Linked DNA regions of Sus scrofa: regions 1 and 3 are each linked to region 2. The links are chromatin contacts, called in public promoter capture Hi-C maps. All regions are on one chromosome and are shown on one strand. Each heading gives the region's core, a stretch centred on a gene start, on an enhancer-like site or on the middle of the called end of the contact. The rest is flanking DNA. Distances are from core to core; before and after follow the strand shown. Region 1 holds the start of THEMIS2 (protein THEMIS2). Region 2 holds the start of EYA3 (eyes absent homolog 3). Region 3 holds the start of SESN2 (sestrin-2).

Region 1 (2,700 bases), core at 47-2,546, 170 kb after region 2:
ACCGCTGCCAAGTGTCGAGTGGTAGTGGCTGAGTGTCGGTCACGGCCACCTGCCCCACGGGTATCACCATCGGCCCTCCTCTAGCTCCCCCACACCCCATCTAGCTCTTTTCTTACCGTCCCCCTTCCGCCACTTCCCACCACTTCTCATTAGGCAAAATGAGGAAACCAAGTATTGTGACACACAGCGGGTGGGGGATGTTGGAAGGAGAGCAAATAGATCAAAGATGCCTGCAGGAAGCCCCCAGAGAGACAAGAGCTTTCGAACCCAGACCCATTACATTCCCAAGTGGGCCTGGCAAGATGCTATGGTGTGGTGGCCTGTCCTGCTCCCGTGAGGGGCCCTCCAGCATGTATCACTCTTGATCTGCGGTGCAGAACAAGGGAGAGGGTGGAGGGAACAGGATGGGCAGGGTACTGGTGTGAAGTTTGCCCTCTAAGGAAGTAGCCTCCCACCAGCCCACCCAGACTCTAGCTTCCCTCTCTCCTCCACCCCCCACTTCCCCACTCAGTTGACCACAGCTCCTCCCTCACCCTCAGAGCAGCCACCTGTCCCTTCATGGCCTGTCAATCCCTTTCAGGCAAGGAGCAGAGAGACCCAGGAAGACTCCCTGGAGGAGGAGTCATTTAAGCTGAGACCTGAAGAGCTGATCAGATCAAATACTATCCATTGCCAAGCAGCCAAGCAGAGAGCAAAGACGGGATGGAGGGATTGAAGGAAGGCCGCGTAGACAGGTGTCGAAGGGGAAGGAATGGGAGGTCACATGTAGGGGAGAGCTGACCTGTCGCTTCAGAATCAAGCTCGGCGTCGCCAACATCCTAGGGCTGCGACCCCACAGAGTCCGACCTCAAGCACTGCGCACCGCCGTTCCACCCCAGCTTGGTTCGGTTCCACCCCCCTGAGTATCTGTGCTCACTGAAGTCCCATCACCGGGGTCGGCCAACCCCCTTCAGAAGCAAAAAACCGTGTCCCCAAGAAGTTGCAGGGTAGCCCCAGAGCACACAGCTTGGGCAGCGGCAGCTTCGGGATTCGAACCCCGGGCACAGCGTCCCGGGTTTCTAACGCTCTGGAAGAGAGAACCTGATCCGCAGCGGGGTCGGGAGGTCGGAGGGGTCTCGGCCCTTCACTCACCCTGGAAGTAGACACCCGAGCAGACCCGCAGTACTCGCGGCAGGGAGGCGGGGTCCAGGGCGCGCACGTAGTCCTGCAGCGACACAGGTTCCATGGTCCGCGCAGCTCGCGGGACCTGATCGAGTGGCCCGCTCGCCGCCGCCGGGCCCTGCACCCTCCCCTCGGCCGGCCCAGCGGGGCGGAGTCGGGGCCAGAGCCCCGCCCAGGGGCGTGAGGGCCGCGACCTTGCGCTCCAGCACGCGCCGCCTCCCTCTCCAGGACTCAGGTTCCCCGACCTCTACGGGGGGTTTGCAGGACCCGGCTCTCACATTGGTGGCACGATTTGGAGGGTCCAAATCAGGACCTGACCCCCGAGAGGCTCTGAGTAAATAAAAGCTGGTCCCCACGTGCCCAGTCGTCAGTGATGTACCCCATCGTGGAGGAAGGACGAGGATGAAGATGAAGGAACCCCCCCGCCCCCTGCATTCCCCCGGTCCTCACAGCAGAACCGGGAAAGGAAGTCCGCCCGCGCCGAGTAGTTCTGGGTCTCACAGGAAAGGAGCAGCCTTGCCTTTTGAGTCTGAGGAGGGAGGTAGAGCGTCAGGTCGCCTGAATCCCTCTGCGGGACACTCCAAGCCCTCTACTCACTGGGGACTCATTACCTTTCCAGGATGCTCTACCCTCTGGACAATTCTCCTGAAAAATTCTTCCTTGAGCTAAAAATCTGCTTAGGAAAGAGACCAACCACTTCCAGTGAACAAAGAAGAAATAGATAAGTCTTTTCCTTGTCCCTCGACAGTCAAACTGAGGTTTAAATCCCAGCTCCTCCTCTTGCTTGTTATATAACTTTAGGCAAATCACTTCAATTTTTGAGTTTTCGTTTCCTCATCTGTAAAATGGAGGAAAGAATCTTTTCTGAGCTGGTTGTGAGGATTAAGTGAGATGATACGGATATTGTGCAAAAAGCTCGATTTCATTTTTTGTCACTCTAAAAGTAGTAGAAGACTACTACACTTATCTGTGTAATTATTTGCTTAATTGCTCTTCAATCATTAGACAGAAAAATACTTCCTTGCACTAGATTCCTGAAGTTGAATTTCTGGGTCAAACGGTGTGTGCGTGTGTGCGCGCATGTGTGTGTGCGCGCATGTGTGTGTGCGCGCGCGCGCGCGTGTGTGTGTGTGTGTGTGTTTTGTTTGGGGTTTTTTTTGTTTTTGTTTTTTTTTGTCTTTTTACCTTTTCTAGGGCTGCTCCCACAACATATGGAGGTTCCCAGGCTAGGGGTCAAATCAGAGCTGTTGCTGCTGGCCTTCGCCACAGCCACAGCAACGGGGGATCCAAGCCGCGTCTGTGACCTACACCACAGCTTACGGCAGCGCCAGATCCTTAACCCACTGAGCAAGGGCAGGGATCGAACCCGAAACCTCATGGTTCCTTGTTGGATTCATTAACCACTGCACCACAACAAGAACTCCAGTGTGTGTGTTTTTGCAGCCTCGAAGGGTATATTTCAGTCCTAGTGAACAGCTGCTGAGTCTCTGCTGGGCCCAGCAAGATAAAGAAGGAGAGAGACGTTTGCAAGAGCTGAGA
Region 2 (2,711 bases), core at 190-2,689:
TTTGTATTGGGTGTGTTGTATACAGTGAGAGAGAGAGAGAGGGAGAGGAGAGAGGAGAGAGGAGAGAGAGGAGAGAGAGAAATCTTGATGGTCCTCTAGGCTAATGTAAGGATTTTGGTCTTCCCAATGAAATAGGAATTCATTACAGGAGGGAGCTGATCTGATTAAGGGGTCTTGTTTTGTTTTGTTTTTTTGTCTTTTTGCCTTTTTCTAGGGCCACACCTGCGGCATATAGAGGGTCCCAGGCTAGGGGTCTAATCAGAACTGTAGCCACCAGCCTATACCACAGCCACAGCAACTCGAGATCCAAGCCACATCTACGACCTACACTACAGCTCACAGCAATGCCAGATCCTTAACCCACTGAGTGAGGCCAGGGATTGAACCCGCAACGTCATGGTTCCTAGTTGTATTGGTTAACCACTGAGCCACAACGGAAACACCCTGATTAAGGTTTTAACAGGAGCCGACTGGTGCTGTCCTGGAAGGGCAAGGGTATAAAAAGAGTAAATGGTCATACACTGACTGTGGCTTGTACCAACAGAGGCAGTAAATGGTTGCAATCTGGACAGATTTTGAAGGCAGATCCTGCAGAATTTCTGATGAATTAGATGTAGGGTGTGAGGGAGAGAGAGGAGTCAAGGATCTCAGTAAATGAAATTACTTAGTAAATTGTCACAAAGAGAAGTGATCTAAGAAGATAAAAGACATAAATCAAAAAACATAAGAAAAGAAGTACCTAGGAGGTGTAACAACTAAAAGTGTTTAGTTTTTCTGGATTTTGTATTTGTGAAATTTAAAAAACTTGTAATTTGTGATTTCTTTTCTCACAGTAAAGATTCATTTTTATACCTAATATTGTACTTGTAATTGTGGATTTCCTTAAAGAGAGCCCTCCAACTGAATAAACTTCAAGTCCTTAGAAAACCTGAATTCAACTCTGCTCCTTGTCCATACTGGGGTAGTAACTTAATGAAGCATTTAAAAATCTTGTTTCTGATAAAATTATTAACTAAAATACTGTGTCCGAAAGAGAAATTAATTGTAAGCTCAACACACTATTAAGAATAAACTACTACTGGGAATAAAAAATCACCTTGGGCAAACCTCCCCTCCCAGTGCCTTTCAGAACTTCCCAGCCATTCTTCCTCCCAAATACATCCAACATTTCACTTTCGTTTTAGAGAGACAGGGATTACACGCATTTCAAAAGAACTTGAAAAATGAGTGCTGTGTATTTTTCAATCGGGGCGGCTTGTAGCCCAGCGGCACCAGGGCCTGGGCGTTCTAAATACCAGCCTACCCGCACCAAACACCTCCGAGGCGCGGGCGGAACCAGAAGCGGGGCTACCAAGACGGTCGACTGGGCGGGGTCAAGGCTCTTCTCCGCCCCGCCCCGTGAGGCCTGACACATGCGCCCAAAGGATTTGGGTGGAACGAGGTGTGGCTTGTGAGACGACCCTAGCCGCCGACTTCCGGTTCCTAGGGATGCGCCTCCGGGTCACACTAACGCCGCCGTTTCCTCCAGCCGCTTGGTTCTCCTGTGAGTCTGGACCAGTCCCCATGTCCTGCTGTGGGGCCTCTGCAGCCTTTGGGTGAGTCTTCGCTACCGACAGGGTCTGAGTGCGGCCGGTCGAGTACAGCCTGTAGAGGGACGGGTCAAGAGTAGTGTCCCGGTCTCTGTGGGTGGGGGTTCTCTTTGCCTGTCCCTTGTCCCTGCAGTGCTTCCTGAGCTCATTTCGTTTCTTTCCCCCACGCTGGCCTCGCCTCTTTCACCTCAGCTGAGATTGTTTCGTTGCCGCTTTACCTCTCGTCTGGTTGTTTTCCCTGCGCCTCATCCACCCTTTAAAAGCCCTTGTTTCTTGCCTTTCGCCTCAGCTGGTCCCTGAGCTACTGCCTCTAGGTTTTGACCCTGCTCTCACTTTAGCACCTCTCTTCCCCAGCCTCTAATCCCGGGATCTCGCTGTTCTTTCAACCCAGCAGGACGGCCCATCTCCTCGTTGTGCACACCCTGCTCCAGTGCGAAACAGCAAGTCTCTCTCTAGGGTCCTAGCTCCTGGTCCCCCAACTTTCCCCCTCCCGGGACGGTTAGGTGACATTTGCGCTTCACCTGGTGTTCTCCCGCCTTTTCTTCCTTTGCCCAAGCCCCGATCTAGGCAATTTTACCCGACCTGGTGTAAGTTTTCTTTAAAGTGCTGAGGCAGACTACTGTAGCTTCAGTAGTTAGGGAGCAACAAAGGCGTTCCCAGTTCTTCCTTGGAGCACACTTTCGGGGGCTTTCGCTACCGCAGGCTAACAGGTGGCAGGCACACAGAACTGCTGGCAATTGGATTTGTGTACTCCTGTTAAATTGACAGGTCCTGAGGACGTCCTGTCATTTTCGTGTTCTCTATCCCATGAGAATGGATATGCACAGCTGAGGCCAAAATGCGTATGTTCTGGGGCGATCAGCTCTGTTTTCTGCATGGGCTTTACTTAATAGAATAGTTGCTGTGACAGGACAGATTTTTGGGAGATTGTTAGCCCCAGATTTGTAAGTTCATTTTCAGAAATTTCACTGTGCTGTTACTGAAAATTTTTCTGCCAACGAGTTCGGCATAGTAATTTCAAACTTCATATTCTTTAGTTGAATTTATTGTGTATGTGTGTCTTTATCCAGCCTCTTTATACATTGTTTCTTTATTTTTACTGTATTGACAAGTTTCCTGTTT
Region 3 (2,700 bases), core at 14-2,513, 140 kb before region 2:
CAGGCACGACTCTGCTATAGCTCAGAACAGACGGGGAGGGGAAAAGGTGGTTCACAGGATTGTCCGTTCTTGAAAAGAGGCCAGGCAACAGCTAAGTAAAGATTGTGTGGTTGTTGAGGAGTTTCCCTGATGCCAGCAGGAACCAGATTCCCAAAGGACACTCCCCCGCCCCCCCAGCCAGAATGCACTTCCCGTTGTTTCGGCTTACTCTCTCACCGTACAGACGGAAGCCTGGGGTCCAGAGAGAAGGCATTTGCTCAAGGTCCCTCAGGAAGCTGGTCACAGGGCAATACCTGGAACCTTGGGGTCCAGGTCCCCAGTCGAGGGCCACTTGCACCACAACACACGGCCCCAGGAGCCTCACATTTCCAGGAAGAATTCTTTGCTGAATTGGCTCCGATGTCCTGATTTCCCTCTTCCTCCTTCTCCTCCACGCCTAGAGGCTCCATATATTCCATTCTCAATCACCCTGAGGCCTGTCACTGAAGCAATGCCCCAGGGCCTTGCCACCATCCTGATCCACTTCTTCCTGTCCTCAAAAGTCTTTTGTATACCCCCCACTCCTCGAAAAAATTGTGCTTGGAAGCAGAATTAATGTTGAAGGGTCCAGTTCTAACCCTTAGCTGTGCGAATCCAGGCAAGTCACTTCGCCTCTCTGAACCTGGTTCCTGCTGAGTAAAATGGGGCGATAACGTTTACCTTCACAGGGGCTATTGTAAGGATGAGAGCTAAGGCATACAAATTCCTTAACAAGGCTTGAATAAAGATTAAGAGACCAACAAACTGTAAGTATCATTTAAATTGTTACTATTGTTCTTATTTTAAAGTACAGTGACTGGCAGATAGTTTTGTGTTCAAGAAAGGTGATTATAACCATTGAAATTAAAAGTTTGGCGCTAGAAACCCGGCCTTAAGCCGGGACTAAATAAACGATGGTTAATGATATAGCTTTTTTTTTTTTTTTTGTCTTTTTGTCTTTTTAGGGCCGCATCGGTGGCTTGCGGAGGTTCCCAGGCTAGGGGTCGAATCAGAGCTGTAGCTACTGGCCTACACCACAGCTCAGGGCAACGCCGGATCCTTAACCCACTGAGCGAGGCCGGGGAGAGAACCTGCGTGCTCATGGATGCTAGTCAGATTCGTTTATGCTGAGCCAGGAAGGGAACCCAAGTGATGTTGCTTTTTTGACCCAAGGGTGCCCAGGACGTTTGCAGTCCAAAAATCTCCTGAACAAAAGCTGCTGCGCTTACTTGTTTTCGGTCAGCAACAGGCTCCTCTTACGAAAACCGCGGGCGTCCAATGAACAGGAAGATGGGCGGGGTTGCCTGGCAGCCAATAGCAGTCCGCAGCGGCATGCGGGCTAGGCCCAGGCAGGTTTCCAGGCTGGTTAGGGAAACTAAACCGCAAGACAGTTTGCTCGGCGGGGAGTGTCTCCAAATTCTCCTCGCTCTGCTTATCAACCGGGCTCTGATTGGTGCAGACTGTGTCGGCCCGCCCCTCCCGCCGCCGGCCCCCTCCCCTGGGAGGTGGCAGGGACTATCCCCTTCGCTTTCGTTTCTTTTTTTTTTTCTCTTTCATTTTCTTTTAATGAACTTTTGGTTTTAGTGCATGTTTTTCCTTTTCAAATTATAAATGACATATGTTATATCAGAATATTTTGAAAATACAGGAAAGTGTAAAGGTACAAAAGACGTAACTCGAAATATTTCCCCCCCTTTATGTTTTCTAATGTTTTTCAGGCTTTCTACTCTAAACTGGTATTACTCCTGTTCATTATTCTATTGTAAAAGTGTAAAACTGGAAGGGATCAAAGTGCTCACCAAAGAGGACTGGTTCAAATAATAAACCAGATTCCCAAAAGACCCTCCAGCAGGAATGCACTTCCCGTTGTTCTTGTCTCCACAGTGGAATATCATGCAGTAAAGAAGCAGGAGGTAGCTCTACGTGCTCTATTGTAGATGCTCTAGGTGAAATGAAAATGTATGCTGCATTTAATGTTAGGTTAAAACAAACAAAAAAACAAGTTGCCCAGTGATGCACTTAGAATTATGTCATATGAAGTTCCCGTTGTGGCGCAGTGGTTAACGAATCCGACTAGGAACCATGAGGTTGCGGGTTGGATCTCTGGCCTTGCTCAGTGGATTAAGGATCCGGCCTTGCTGTGAGCTGTGGTGTAGGTCGCAGATGTGGCTCGGATCCTGTGTTGCTGTGGCGTAGGCCGGTGGCTACAGCTCTGATTAGATCCCTAGCCTGGGAACCTCCATATGCAGGGGGAGCAACACTAGAAACGGCAAACAGACAAAAAAAAAAAAATAGAATTATGTCATAGATACCATCCATAAATATACAGAGGCAACAAAAGTCTGGAAAGATGTGTAGTTTGCAACAAACTATTAGGATCCAGTTACATCTGGAATAAAAGGATGATAGAGAATTATAAGGTTTTATGCACTATATTTATTTAATGATTGTTTAAAAACCAAGATGGGACTTCCCACTGTGGTGCAGTAGGTTAAGAATCCTGTGTTTCTGCAGCTGTGCCTGCCAGAAGTCACAGTTTGGGTTGGGATTTGATCCCTAGCTGCAGGGCTTCCATATACCACTGGTTCAGTTGAAAAAGCAAATAAATAAATGAATGCCAAAATGTATTATGTTGGTAACTTAATAAATAAAAAAGGATCCTTTTAGAGAATGGGAGCAATC

The links. Promoter capture Hi-C pulls out the DNA fragments that hold promoters and counts their contacts.
Region 1: a contact with region 2 is called in a promoter capture Hi-C map of fetal liver, with 2.3 times the contacts expected there. The contact joins the promoter of THEMIS2 here to the promoter of EYA3 in region 2. A contact is called at or near these places in 1 of 5 promoter capture datasets (fetal liver) and 1 of 2 datasets of contacts at active chromatin or transcription factors (alveolar macrophages).
Region 3: a promoter capture Hi-C map of fetal liver shows a contact between it and region 2, with 2.5 times the contacts expected there. The contact joins the promoter of SESN2 here to the promoter of EYA3 in region 2. A contact is called at or near these places in 1 of 5 promoter capture datasets (fetal liver) and 1 of 2 datasets of contacts at active chromatin or transcription factors (alveolar macrophages).

Annotation. Positions count from the first base shown.
Region 1 is chr6:85,009,475-85,012,174 of Sscrofa11.1, reverse strand. THEMIS2 (protein THEMIS2) reads right to left here and starts at 1,296. Exons shown (of 5, transcript XR_002344949.1): 1 at 1,132-1,296.
Region 2 is chr6:85,184,584-85,187,294 of Sscrofa11.1, reverse strand. It overlaps EYA3 (eyes absent homolog 3), which reads left to right and starts at 1,439. Exons shown (of 18, transcript XM_021095661.1): 1 at 1,439-1,595.
Region 3 is chr6:85,320,545-85,323,244 of Sscrofa11.1, reverse strand. It overlaps SESN2 (sestrin-2), which reads right to left and starts at 1,263. Exons shown (of 12, transcript XM_021095666.1): 1 at 1,248-1,263.